Regions from separate parts of the Zea mays genome. Here region 2 is linked to region 1. A link is a contact called in public Hi-C data. All regions are on one chromosome and are shown on one strand. Each heading gives the region's core, a stretch centred on a gene start, on an enhancer-like site or on the middle of the called end of the contact. The rest is flanking DNA. Distances are from core to core; before and after follow the strand shown. Region 1 holds the start of LOC100283507 (membrane protein). Region 2 has its middle 16 kb from the start of LOC100283343.

Region 1 (4,097 bases), core at 756-3,255:
TCCTCTCTGGTTTTTATGGGATGTATTAGTTTCGTAGTGGGCCAAAAGATAGACGCATTATTATTAGCCTAATTCTGCGTGTAGCCTTAGGGCCTGTTTTGTTTATTTAGTCATGTATCACTAGACATATTTAGTCCTATTTAGCTTTAGTAACTAAACATATATATGCAGGGCATTAATTACTTCACATAATGACTATATTGCCCATATTTAATGTCATTTGCTCCTGTTGCAGGGTGACTAAAAGCAACTCCAAGAGGATCTCTATATTCTTTCTAATTGATATAAATAGAATTTATTTATTTATTTTTAAAAATACCTTCTAGCGGCTTATCTAAATGACTATTCAAATATATGCATATTATATTTCGGGTTTCTCGCTAGCTAAATATAGAAAACTTGAATGACTCTAGAGTGCAAACAAGATATATATTGGCCTGTTTGGTTCACTACCTCAGTTACCACTCTTTGCCTAACCTTTCTGCCTAAGGTTAGTTATTCAATTCGAACGACTAACCTTAGGCAAAGTGTGACACATTTAGCCACAAACCAAACAGGCCCATAGAAAGCGAGTTTTATACAAATGACTCTGCAAATGATAATTTAGAGCAAGTGGGATAAATATATTATTTTAGTTAATTTTTGTGACCTCTTTTAGCCACCTGAAACAAATGAGGCCTTAGCTGGATCGTCTTCGCATCCAGCCTATTCTCGAGCCCCCTGACAGCGTAACGGCTCTAACGTCTCGTAAGTTTTCTCGGCTTTGGTAGCGTATGGAGCCGTGGACGAATTGGATCCGTGTTCCCCGTCTCTCGTTGGCACATGGCCGACGGTCGGTGCGGCGGGCGGGGTGTACGCGAGGCAGAATCCGATTGATTCGAGTGCAAGCCCACTGCACCCACCACACCAGCCGCCGGAACCGAGACCGACACCAGCTGCGTGCCAGCCAGCCAACGCCCAACGCGACGCGGAAACGAACAAAGCGGCGCGCGGGCGGGCGGGCTAGAATATACCGATGCACGCAGACACCAGGCCTGTCGGTGCCAACCGAGCTACAGCGTGGCGTGTCACAGAACGCTCGGGAACGGCGAGTGGAAGGAAGAACCGAGTGCCTCTCTATCGTCTTGTCTCCTACTAATAAACTTGTACGTACGTGTTTTTTTTATTTTTATAATACCATTGGCAAATCAAAAGTAGTACTCCCTCCGTCCGTTTGAATTTGACGTTCTAGTTTTTTTGAGACAGATTATGAGAGAGCTGAAATGACATATGTAACCCTCGTTTCTCTTAATTAAGCGTTAGTTACAATGCAAATAAAAGCCAGTACAAGCAAGCTGGCGCCTTGCCCTAAGCGTCACCCAACCAGCGCCGCTTGCCGCTCCAACCAAAAGACCGGAAACGAATTACATCTACGAAATGCTAGGATGCCTGACATGATGATAGAGTGGACAGTGGTCTTGGGTTCCGAGCATGACAAAATTTGTGGACAAGTTAGATGACCTAAAACGTCCAATTCAAACGGACAGAGGGAGTACTACTAGTCTGGTAGCTGCGCGCACTATCATAATTGCCTGTCTCCATCATCATTAGATCTAATCACACACATGGCCATCCGCGCTGCACTGCACTACTGCACCTCGTCATGATTCACCCTCCGATACTGCTACTAGTAGTAAACAAAACCCACCTCATCATTGACCCTCCAAGGGCGAAGCTTCGACGCCGACGAGGCCCATGTGTGATGTGTGCGTCAACTTGAAGCTTCCACAAGGCATGTCAGGATTGATGAGTTGCGTTGCGTGTAACCCTGTATCTCTGTATGTGCCAGTGCGACTAGGGTCGCCAGGATCTGGCTGGCCCTCGGCAACACGGTTGCACCGCATCACATCAGCCAGCCCCAGCCATGCACATGCGCCCGCCACCCCTGTGGGCCTGCCTGCCTGCCTGCCCTGGGAATTCAAAGAAACACCGCCCCGCCGCGCCGCGCGTCCCCCTTGCTCGCTCGCGCGTTTATTAATTCCCACCCCGCCGCTGCTCACGTATCGCCCGCCGTCCTCTCCTCTCCTCCCCGGCCCCTTCACTCCACCAACGAACCCCACGCAGGCAGCAGCACGCGCAAGCCGCAAGGCAAGGCACAAACACTAGGGGCCGGGCATGGCGACGCGGGCGGACGTGGAGAAGGGCGGGCCGGCGAGGAAGGAGCCCGGCAAGGTGCCGTCGCCGCTGTACCCGCAGCACGAGGGGGAGCGGGAGTGGGTGCCCTGGCTCGTCCCCGTCATCTTCGTCGCCAGCATCACCGTCTTCGTCGTCACCATGTACGCCAACAACTGCCCCGCGCGCGACACCAACAAGTGCGTCGCCCGCTTCCTCGGCCGCTTCTCCTTCCAGCCGCTGCGACAGAACCCGCTCTTCGGGCCCTCCTCCGCCACGTGAGTATAATGTGCTGTCTATGTATGTGATTAGATCAGATCAGATCAGATCTGACGCGCCCTGTACTTTTGATTGATCGTGTCTGTCTCTGCAGGCTCACCAAGATGGGGGCCCTGGTGTGGGAGAAGGTGGTGCACCGCCACCAGGGCTGGCGCCTCCTCTCCAGCATGTGGCTCCACGCCGGCGTCATCCACCTGGTCGCCAACATGCTCTGCCTCCTCTTCATCGGCATGCGCCTCGAACAGCAGTTCGGATACGGTCGGTAGCGGCTACCTACCTACTCTACTCTACTCTACCCTGCCCCTGGCTGCCAATAATAACCACAATATATAACCGCGTTCATCAGTGAGGATCGGCGCGATCTACGTGCTCTCCGGCGTGGGCGGCGCCGTGCTGTCGTCGCTGGTCGTCCGGAACCGCGTCACCGTGGGGGCCTCCGGGGCGCTCTTGGGCCTGCTGGGCGCCATGCTCTCGGAGCTGCTCACCAACTGGACCATCTACACCAACAAGGCGGCGGCCGTGGCCACGCTCCTGTCCGTGGCCGCCGTCAACCTGGTGCTCGGCGTCCTGCCCCACGTCGACAACCTGGCGCACCTCGGCGGCTTCCTCGCGGGCTTCCTACTCGGCTTCGTCGTGCTCATGCGCCCCCACTTGGGCTGGATGGAGCGCTACGGACTCCCCGCCGGCGCGCCCTGCACCGCCAGGAAGTACCTCGCGTACCAGTGGACCCTCCTCGCCGTCGCCATCATCATCCTCCTAGTCGGGTAAGCAGGACAGGACATCCTGATTGATTTATTTATTTATTTATTATATATATGCCCTTCGTAGCTGGCCAGGCCATTTCCTTCGTCCAGCATGTACATATAACAGGAGTAACGTGACTGGATTCTCCTCTTCCTCTCTCATGGCTAGCCAGCGTGTTGACATTGACAACCACGCTGTGCACGATACTCTATGCCGTTTTGTGTGCGCTCATATATAATTCAAAAGTCTCAACAACTCATTATTCCTTGCGTGTATGGTTTCCTCTCTCTGCAGATTCGCGGCCGGCATGGCGATGCTCTTCCGCGGCGCCAACGCCAACGACAGCTGCCACTGGTGTCACTACCTCAGCTGCGTGCCCACCGCCAGATGGAACTGCACCAACTGATGATCCATGCATAGCGGCAGCAGCACGAGTTGGAGTTGCCACCCATTTTCATCTTCCGATCCGTATAGTCTCGTTACTGTAGATAGCTTCTTTGTCATTCATTCAGATCTCAACACACACGTCGGTCTCCTGTTCATTTGATTCATTCTTTTACATAATGATGCAATGCAATTATTGAGATTTCGAATCTCGTCTTGCGTGTCTAGTCAGCATGCGCCGCCTTTTTCGAACCCGTGCAAATGCGCCAACGCACGCACAAGAGCAACCACCACGTGCCTTCCCTTCTTTTTCTTGACAACACATGTGTACGTTCTCAACTGCACATGTTCCCAAGATACCAACTATCACAGGTTGGTTGGTGAAAGTACTACGCACAGCGCATCACGAAGGCCCCCCCCCCCCCCCCCCCCCCCCCCCCATGTCAACATCAACAATCGTTAAACAACAAACTATCCTCCACTGCAGTCCAAACTGCATTGATTAACCCCACACGGCGCAGGGCGCCACATGGGCCTCA
Region 2 (4,097 bases), core at 602-3,101, 71 kb after region 1:
AACAAGTGAATTTGACTTAGAGATAGGAAATTGAGTTTGATTTCCAAAAACAAACCAAGTGATGGCAAAGAATGATCCAAATATGCCAAATTTGAATCAAAATCATTTCTTGTTCGAAATTGCATTGATGTTGCACTTCTTTTAGTTGCTTTGTGTTGTGTTGGCATAAATCACCAAAAAGGGGGAGATTGAAAGGGAAATGTGCCCTTGGGCCATTTCTAAGTATTTTGGTGATTAAGTGTCCAACACAAGTGCTTAAATGTTAATAAGTGCCAAATGGTGGATGAAGTGCAAATCAACACAAAGGTATGATTCTAGACTTAGTACATTGGTTTTTGTGTACTAACATATTTGTCTAAGTGCTAGAATCAGAGAAAAGACAAAAGGAAAAAAGAGTTGGCTGTGTACAGCCAACTGCTGCTCAGTCTGGGTGCACCGGACAGTGTCCGGTGCGCCAGGCTGGCTCTGGCGAAAAGGCCGCTCTCGGGAATTCGTCGGCGGCGTACGGCTAAAATTCACCGGACTGTCCGGTGGTGCACCGGACTGTCCGGTGGTGCACCGGACTGTCCGGTGAGCCAACGGTCGGCCGCGCAATCCGCGCGTGACGCGTGGCCGAGCCAACGGTCAGATGGGGTCACCGGACTGTCCGCTGTGCACCGGACAGTGTCCGGTGCGCCAACGGCTCCAAGTCTTCAACAGTCGACTGCGCCAGAGTAGGAAAGAAATCCGCACCGGACAGTGTCCGGTGCGCCAGTCGATAGAAGGCAAGAATTGCCTTCCTGGATTGCTCTCAACGGCTTCTAGCTGCCTTGGGGCTATAAAAGGGACCCCTAGGCGCATGGAGGAAGTACACAAGCATACTTTGAGCATTCTTGATCATTCACACTCCGTCTTTGCGCACTCGTTTGACATTCTTAGTTATTTGAGCTCCGTTCTAGTGAGAACTTTGTGATATTCATTTGAGCTCAAGTCTTGGCATTGTGTGCGTATTGCTGTGGATTTGTGTGTGTTGCTTCCCTCCCTTACTCTAGTGCTTTCACTTTGATCCTTATTGTAAGGGCGAGAGACTCCAAGTTGTGGAGATTCCTCGCAAACGGGAAAGAGTAAAGAAAGAAGAACACCGTGGTATTCAAGTTGATCATCGGATCACTTGAAAGGAGTTGAGTGCAACTCTCGTCCATTAGGACGCCACAACGTGGACTAGGCAAGTGTTGTACTTGGCCGAACCACGGGATAAATCCTTGTGTCTCTTGTGTTTGTTCTCACTGTGTCAATTGTGTTTCACAAGAGCTCTCCTTAGCCACTTGATTTCATTGTACTAACACTTAATCAAGTTTTGTGGCTTTAAGTTTTAAGTTTTTATAGGATCACCTATTCACCCACCCTCTAGGTGCTCTCAATTAATAACTAAGTTTTTGTGGCTATTAGTGTTGAATTTTACAGGATCGCCTATTCACCCCCCCTCTAGGTGCTCTCACCTATTCCTGCGTATAAATAGGACATGGGTCGCTCAGAGTCAGTTTTCGCTTACCGTTCTTTCTTGACCAATATGTTGTTGCCCTCGTTCTTCAAAGAGCCTTAAGTGTTTCTCGCGTTAGCTTTCCTTTCGTGCCCCTCCTTTTCGCCTCTATGGACACTTTTCCCCTATTGCCCCTCCTTTTGTTCAAAGATCCTTAAGCGTTTCTCTCGTTAGCTTTTCTTCCGCCCTCTTGGGAACGTGGGGCGCATCTCTCCTCGATACTAGTCGGGCCCTGCAGTTGTCGACGTTGTCGTCGTCGAGGCCCCCGTCATCCTCCGAGGAAGCGTTGCCTGTGCCTGGGGATGGTCGAGGGGGCCTTCCACCCTTCATACTCGAAGGTGTTGAGGGGGAGGAGATGGAAGCGGATGAGTGGCACCTTGTTGAGGCAAAACCATTTTCCATCATCGCTCATCCTAGTATCCTTTGCAGTATTTCTTTCCTCGGTCAATGGCACGGAGGGAGGCACTGTCGGCCATGCAACACGAGGTGGAGACGCTTTGAGCACAGGCTGCTCGCGTGGAAGAGAGAGGGCGCGAGCTGTCCGCGCTCCGTCCTGAGGTCGACCAACTCTGAAGTGAGGCATCGCGCTTGCGCAGGGGGCGCAATGAGGCATGGCGCGATGCTAACTGCCTTTATGGGGAGAAGTCCCAGCTCAAGCGGGACTAGCATGTGGCGGAGCTGCGGGCCGAGGACGGTGGATCGACTGTGAGGGTCGCGAACGCGCGTTTGGAGGAGGCGAACTAGGAGCTTTCACGGGAGCGTCAGGCGGCTGACAGTTAGTATTTTCCCTTGGCAGGCCTCTCCGTCCTTCTCCTTGTGCGACTTCTAGTTCTTGTTACCTTCTTGCTCATCGCATCCTGTGGGGCAGCACTCCAAAAGGATTTTTACGTGGCTTGGGACACGATGAAGGTTTCTCAGGAGGTGAGGGAAACAACGGAGGCGGAGGCACGCAAAATCTCGCTTGCATATGACGGTGCCATCGCCGCGCAAATCCAGGCGGAGACCTCCGTTAAGGAGCGGAGCACCGAGCTCCAGGGACTTCGCCAGCTCATGGGCGAGGTGTGCAACCGCCTCTCGCCCCCACCATCTACCGAGGTGCCTTTGGCTAAGCGGCTTCGGGCGCTTCCTAGGCACGTGGTGCGGGTGGTCCTTGAAGGCATGTACCTCAGGAGCAGCATAGCCCTAGGTCAGATGGTCTCTCATTTCGATGAGATTGATGTCATCATGATCGTCGAAGGTTATGCCGCCGGATGGAGCGAGGAGGAGCTAGATGCCATTGAAGAACAAGTCAGCCCTCATGTCTGCTCACTCGCAAGACAAAACGACGTGAAGCTCCTCCTAACCAGCCCCCTGAATGCGGAAGCCCCACCGGCGACTCTCCTGCGGGTGTCCTGGACTATTTTTATTTGCTTGTAAGACACTTGTCGTTAACTTTTTGGTTCAACTATTGCATTATTTCTTTTCTGTTTCCTGTGCCAGTCGGTGGGTGCCCACATCCTAGCCCCTGAGTAGGGTGTGCTGACATGGTCGGGACGCGCTGCTTGTATGCCAAAGGCGGGCGAAGTTTGCCTAGGGATAAAACTTCCTCAAATGTTCAATGTTCCAAGCGTCTCTCAAGAGGTTGTCGTCGTTGTCCTTGAGTCGGTAAGCCCCTAGGCGTAGAGTTTGGGCGATGATGAAGGGACCCTCCCAAGGCGGCGATAGTTTGAGCTTGTCCTTGGTGGCCATCACCCTTCTTAAAACTAAATCGCCGATGTTAAGTGACCTGCCCCTAACTAGGTTCTCATTGTAGCGGCGCATATCTTGTAGGTACTTCGCAGAGCGTATCACAACCTCATCTCGCACTTCATTGAGCAGGTCGACTGAGAGCTACGCATCCATCGTCGCTCCCTCGTCTTCGTAGGCCTCGGTTCATGGGGAGCCGTACTCCAATTTTGTCGGTAGGACTGCCTCTGCTCCAAATGCCAGGAAGATCGATGTGTGGTCCGTAGGCCCTAGAGTACTGCAAGCAACTCTGTTGCCCATCTCCTGCTTCAATCTGTCAAATATATGTGGTTTGAGTCCTTGTAGGATAAGGCCGTTAGCGCGCTCAACCTGGTTGTTTGACCTCGAGTGAGCCACTACGGCCAATTGACACAAATGTTGAAGTCGTCGCAGAACTCTAGGAATTGTTCCCCCATAAACTAGGTTCCGTTGTCGGTGATGATGGAATTGGGTACCCCAAACTGGTAGACTATGTCTCGGAAGAAGGCGGCGTCTTCCCAAGACCTGATCTTCGCGAATGGCTTGGCTTCAATCCACTTTGTAAACTTGTCCACCGCCACGAGCAAGAGGGTGCAGCCCCTAGGCGCCTTTTTGAATGGCCCGACCAAGTCCAGTCCCCAAATTGTGAACGGTCAGGTGATGGGTTTGGTTTGCAGGGCCTGCGCTGGCATCTGGGTCTATCGCACATAGTACTGGCAGCCTTCACAAGTGCGAACAACCTGCTTAGCATCGGCCATGGTCGTGGGCCAATAGAATTCTTGTCTGAACACCTTGCCGACCAAGAAACATGGGGTCGCGTGGTGTCCACATGTCC

The links. A called contact is a pair of places that touch in the nucleus more often than the background predicts.
Region 2: a Hi-C map of root tip shows a contact between it and region 1, with 3 times the contacts expected there. The contact joins the enhancer-like site here to the promoter of LOC100283507 in region 1. A contact is called at or near these places in 7 of 25 Hi-C or Micro-C datasets (ear, endosperm, leaf and 2 more) and 1 of 3 datasets of contacts at active chromatin or transcription factors (leaf).

Annotation. Positions count from the first base shown.
Region 1 is chr1:3,562,416-3,566,512 of Zm-B73-REFERENCE-NAM-5.0, forward strand. LOC100283507 (membrane protein) reads left to right here and starts at 2,006. Exons shown (of 4, transcript NM_001156407.2): 1 at 2,006-2,429; 2 at 2,525-2,688; 3 at 2,777-3,194; 4 at 3,469-3,967. The coding sequence starts at 2,155. The coding sequence ends at 3,580.
Region 2 is chr1:3,633,635-3,637,731 of Zm-B73-REFERENCE-NAM-5.0, forward strand. No RefSeq gene overlaps it. Among protein-coding and RNA genes, the nearest start is that of LOC100283343, 16 kb to the right of the region's middle. Within about 2 kb of position 1,852, at least 4 of the 20 cell types and tissues checked have an H3K27ac peak or open chromatin away from gene starts, as enhancers often do. A contact at or near this core is called in root tip, where this site is marked.